Regions from separate parts of the Anas platyrhynchos genome. Here region 2 is linked to region 1. Evidence: chromatin contacts called from public Hi-C data. All regions are on one chromosome and are shown on one strand. The core of a region is the stretch at or near the end of the contact, and the rest is flanking DNA. Distances in the headings are between cores, read along the strand shown.

Evidence for each region. Hi-C and Micro-C count contacts between places; a contact is called where the count stands out from the background.
Region 2: a contact with region 1 is called in a Hi-C map of liver, with 4 times the contacts expected there. The contact joins two enhancer-like sites. A contact is called at or near these places in 2 of 8 Hi-C or Micro-C datasets (liver and skeletal muscle).

Annotation. Positions count from the first base shown.
Region 1 is chr2:54,534,651-54,537,350 of IASCAAS_PekinDuck_T2T, reverse strand. No RefSeq gene overlaps it. Among named protein-coding and RNA genes, the nearest start is that of GATA6, 77 kb to the left of the region's middle. Within about 2 kb of position 1,335, at least 4 of the 8 cell types and tissues checked have an H3K27ac peak or open chromatin away from gene starts, as enhancers often do.
Region 2 is chr2:54,570,019-54,572,718 of IASCAAS_PekinDuck_T2T, reverse strand. LOC110351836 (a long non-coding RNA gene) reads right to left here. Exons shown (of 3, transcript XR_002399816.4): 3 at 2,233-2,700. Among named protein-coding and RNA genes, the nearest start is that of GATA6, 41 kb to the left of the region's middle. Within about 2 kb of position 1,303, at least 2 of the 8 cell types and tissues checked have an H3K27ac peak or open chromatin away from gene starts, as enhancers often do.

The DNA of each region.
Region 1 (2,700 bases), core at 86-2,585:
AAAAAAAAAAGCTTAAACACGCAGGCTTAATTTCAACTGATTTCTGACTGAGCTAGGGTCCTGAGTCTGTTAGATATTTTCAACTTTTTTTTTTTTTTTTTTTAGCCAATAGATCCCTTAGACATTCCCTTCTTATATAACACAGCAAACAGCTGCAACTAATCATTTTTCATTATGGTTTTGTGTATCTGCTTTGTTTTACAACAAATTTTACTCAAACAACAAAAAATGCAACAGAACAACTTCTGCTTACTGTAAAAATGAGATTTTCTGAAGATCGGCAGAACTCTGGAAGTGTTACCAGATACAATTAGGCCAGTGTGCTTCTAAACTATAGCTGGGAAAAGGATATGGATCAAGGAAAAAAAAATAAGGAAAGAAGGGAAAAGAAACAAAGCTTAGAACACAAGAAAATAAAATATATTTTGTCCATTTTCTATTACTGTTCATCATATCCGGATAACGTGAAAATTATCAATACATTTTATATAAGTATCTATTTGTTTCTAGCAATCATTCCTCAGGCTTTGACTTGCAACTGAAGCAATTCACCAAGCAGGTTTACGTTTCTGTGTCGCAAGTACACCGTTCCCATGCATCAGGAGAAGAGAGGAGTGGATCTGCGTGCAGTGAGCGGTGAGGAACGTCCGAGCATCCCTGGGGACAAGCAGCACCCCCCCCCCCGAGCTGCAGCCACAGCACAGCACAGGAGATAAAGCACACACATATCACTTTACTGCCACGGGCAAGCTAAACCTAGGAAAAGTGTACTGAATTATTAAATAAGCAATTCTGATAACACGAGATATTAAATGCAGATAGGGTTGGGTCAACCAAATTACTTTTTTTTTCTTAATTCTTCCCTGCAGAAATATTGGTGCTAAAGCAAGCCCGGCACCTCCCCTTCGTACACATACACCTCTCCTCAGAAGGTAGCTAAAATCGGTGAAGAAAAGGAAAAAAAAAAAAAAAAAAAACACAAAACAACATAATACAGCAAAGTCCTACCGAGGAATAGTGTTTTAATGAACACACAAAGCAACTAGGTGACATCTTTATCAGCCCTCATAAACCTTGATTGAATACACAGCGATAAGCCCTGTTTAAACTGTCATCCTCGCGATAACACGCACGGAGACAGCGCGGGCCTTGGCAACGGGCTGCGGGGAAGAGGCCTCTCCAAAAGTGCAGGCACCGCGAGGTAGTAATGTACATCACGTAAACAGCCCAGAGCCGGCAAGGTTGGTGTATTTTGGGCTGGCTGAGCGTGTACACGGGCATCTTCTGGTGGCAGAGGCCTGCGAGGGCCCAACTCCACAGCCAGCCTGCCCGTGGGGCCGGCGAGTTGGCAGGGGAAGATGGGCGCCCTCAGCCAGAGCGACCTTCGGCACTGAGGTCTGCAAACACCAAGAGTTTCATACAGGAGGTTTTGAAGGGTTTGAGGAAAGCCTGCTCTGGTTTTCTTTTCTTTTCTCTCTCTCTTTTTTTTTAAACCAGCGTTATTCACGCTGTGTACAACATTCAGCATTAGGAAACAACTCAGGGACAGAATGGGTATGGAAGTCAGCAGTAATGCGACTTTTTATATCAGAGGATCTGGTCCTGAACAGCTGGGATATTTATTTGAAAAAAAAAAAAAACAAAAAAAAAAAAAACAAACATATAAATAAATAAATATAATTAAGCATTTCAATATAATTAAGCATCTCCAGGAAATGCTTGTACTCTCCAGGAAAGCGAGGATTTGATTCATCGATGTTTCTGTATTTATCTCTAGCTTAACAATGAAACTGAAATTTACACTTGAACTTTTATTCCCTTTCCCCACCTCGTCCTTCCCTCTCCGTAACGCGTGCAGTGACACCCTCTGGCAGCTCACCCAACACCGCAGCACCACGAGGCCGAAACCCAAGGACGTCCAGAGCTGGCACTTCGTCACCCTTCCTTTATCCAACGCGGATTTCTTCCACCAGGTGCTTTAAAACATAACGACTGTTACTTGTTAACTATAATAAAATATATATTTGTATGTGATTACTAGTTAATTAATAAGTTAATAATTCCCACTGCTTGGGAGGTGGAAGACAATAGTCCATTTTGTGCCTGTTTGGTCTTTGGCAGGCCTGTGAGCTAGCACTAGAGCTGGGTTTTAGTTTTCCACCAGAAAAAGGTCTGACACCACTACACAGCTGGTATACCACCATGCAAGGAGCTGGCAGGGGAGGCATGTTAGCTGCTCAGGAGCTCATTTATTTATTTCTAGGCTTTTTTGCATACACTAGCTGATCTCTTCTAGTACCATCAAGTATTATTTTTTCCTCATTTTACATACAGGAATGAGAGGAAACACAAATTAAGTGGCTTGGGTGAAGACTCCCAGAAAACTCTCAAAAATCATATCTAACAAATCCCAGTCTCATGGCTGCAATTAGAAGACACATCTCTTCAACTTCATTAATGCAGGTTCTCTGTAATACATGTAGGCTCCCAACGTTTAAACAAAGTGATCCAAGATGAGGCCGGAACCCACACAAATACTGCCAATTACACAAAGTATTCACCAAAAGGAAGACCAGGTTTTAATTTAACTAGAGCCCGATGGCTTGGAAACTTCAGAAATTCCTGGAATGAAAAATTAGGAGGAAAAAAAAAAAAAAGAGAACCGCTTTTGCCTATTCTGGCATGAGCCAAGGGCAAATG
Region 2 (2,700 bases), core at 54-2,553, 35 kb before region 1:
GAAATATGGTGTACCTTGGAATTTTCTTCCTAAATTATGTTCTAGTAAATCACTTGTCTATCCGGACTGTCCCACATAACTCTACATTTGTTCTAGCAAAAACCAGTGTTAGCAATTACACACACACACAAGAATTTACCTTTTTCTCATGCCTATGAATGATCAGAATTGCAAGCACCCCAGGCAGAGATTTTCAGCAAATGGCATTTTGTAGCTTTCAGATTAGGAAGCAAAACAATTTGAGAGGGTACTTCCAATTCCTTGTATCAGACCACACAACCCATGCCCAGAAGATGCCTGTTGAGGTCAGCACTTCACGGAGGCACTCCAAATGGGCACCTCCCCTTCTGCCTTTCCTGCCTCTCTCTTCTGCCACCCCAAGTCTTGAACTGGCTCGACACCAGCATTTAACATCGCCACCTTGCCTCTGCGTTAATACCGAAAGGTTTTGTCGTTTCTGTGGATGCATTTCTTTTTTTCCCCACACCCGTTTCACCTTCCTTGAAGAAGCAGTGTGGCTTTCAAGGGACATTTCATGACTGCCAGCCAGATGGAGAGGAGGAGCACCATCCCACCCTCACCTGCCTGTCTCTTGGCAAGCAGGCAGGAGATGTTGGCCACCACCAAGAGAAGCTGGGAGAGCCCGCTGAGGTGGGAAGGGAGATGCTGCCCCAGCACATGGGGCCTGTGGCCACCAAGAGAGCCCAGCACGAGGAGCTGGGGCCAGTCCCACATTTGCACGCCCATCCCTATGGGGACAGCTCCTGTCCCCCCATCTAAGAGCAACTCAGGTTACAGGCACTCAGCTTCATCTGTGCTGTTGCTGTTTCATCCACCTGTTATCTTCTGCTGTTCTTCAGAAATTACTGCCAAATTATGCTCTTTTTTTTTTTTTTTTTCTTCCTCCATTATTAATATCTTTTCTAGGGTGGATAGCTTCCCAGATCACCCTCCACCCACTTACACACATGCATGCACATACACTTTATAGAAAGTGTTTACTTATGCGGGGGCAATAGTTTAAAAGGTAAATGAAATAGAGGACGCAGCCTGGATTGGCTTAGCAACACAAACAGTGCCAGCAGGTAAAGGGCCCGGGCCTGTTCTTTCCCACCTCAGAATTGTTTTAAAATGACACCCCTTCATAATTAATTGTACAGCACCTGATTAGTCACTATTGACAGACCCAGAGCCAATTGACTCTTTTTTTTTTTTTTTTTAATCTGGCTGGGGAGAAAATATGAAGTGCCTGTAGCGACACACACACACGCTGCAGCTCCTGGTGATTACATCAGGCAGCTGAGCAATTAGAGCCCCGAGTATCAGCGCTCGGGCTGGAGGCAGCGGTGGCAGGATCACAGCCCCGCGTCAGCCTTTAATATGAAAATGAAGAAGGGAAGCAGCAAATCCAATAAACCGGAGAAGTCAAACAAAGCCAACTGGGAGTTCGTTTGTTGATAAGCGGAGGGAAGAAACGCGGCTGATAAAGCTGGGTGCTTCTGCAACTCCCGTCTCTCCCGTGGGTGAGGAGGATTAAATTACTCAGGAGGCAGCCTGAATACACCCAAGCAGGAAAACAACCCCAAAGGCAAAAATAAATAAATAAATAAATAAAAGAGTGTGTATTTCGTTTGCAGCGGGGCAGAACGGGTGCGTTTCTACCCCCTTTCCACTTCCAGGCATCTGCGGGTTCTTTGCAAAGCAAATGAGTTTGCTCCCTGACAGGGCAAGGACACACGGGAGTGGACCAGCCGCTTTTGCTCACCTTGGTCTGAAATTGTGTTATCGTGCTGAAAGTTTGGAAAGAACAAAGTCAGCCTCCACTACCAAGAAGGCAGTTTCCCACTCACTTCGCAAGGTCCTTCCTCTCAAGCTCCCCCAGACGCAGGGACTTCATGCGCCTCAGCACAGTACCAGTTTAACTCACCCGTTGTACAACCCAGTAAAGCTAAGTCCTGCCACTGTGCAAACACTTTACTCTCAAAGAAGAGGATCTGTACAAGACCTTAGCCAACTTCTGAGTACTTCTGTGTAAGGTATTAAGCCAATATTGGTGCCTACATAGGAGCTTGCACCGATTTGAGTTAATCAGTTTAAACCCGTACCTTTAGATAAATACTTGTGTGCAGGCAGACAATGACTTAGGATTTGACTGAAAGCTCAATGAATACAATGTGAATGGATGTGTAGTCTGAATAAATACACACATAAATAAATAAGGAGCCACTTAATTAAGGTTCTGCGGCCATTCTCCTCCCAGAGGAGGCACTGTGCTCAGAAAACCCCAGAGCTAAGTCTGAAGTGGATTACACAGCTTTGGCAGAGAATCTGCTGCTCTGGAAGATGAGGAGCTCATTAGGAACATGTTACGGTAGAAAATATTCCCTCCGTGGAAAGGCCCCCACACATCTAGACTACTTTAAGCAAGGTGATTTTTCCCTGAAGGAGTGCCTGCAGAGCAAAGATCCTCCTCTTGACTGACATGAACCATCTTGGCTATAGGAAGAGTCCAAGCCACGCTGGGTCCAAGGTGACAAGCCCTTCTAAACGTGCCTAGCTCTGGACTGGGCTGGTACACATGCTCCAGACATGTCCTGAGGTACTTTCTCAGTTAATATATTAAACAACAGTACAAAACGCAGCATATGGTTTATAGAAATTGCACCAGTTGAAAAAGCACCAACTCACAGATATTTATAG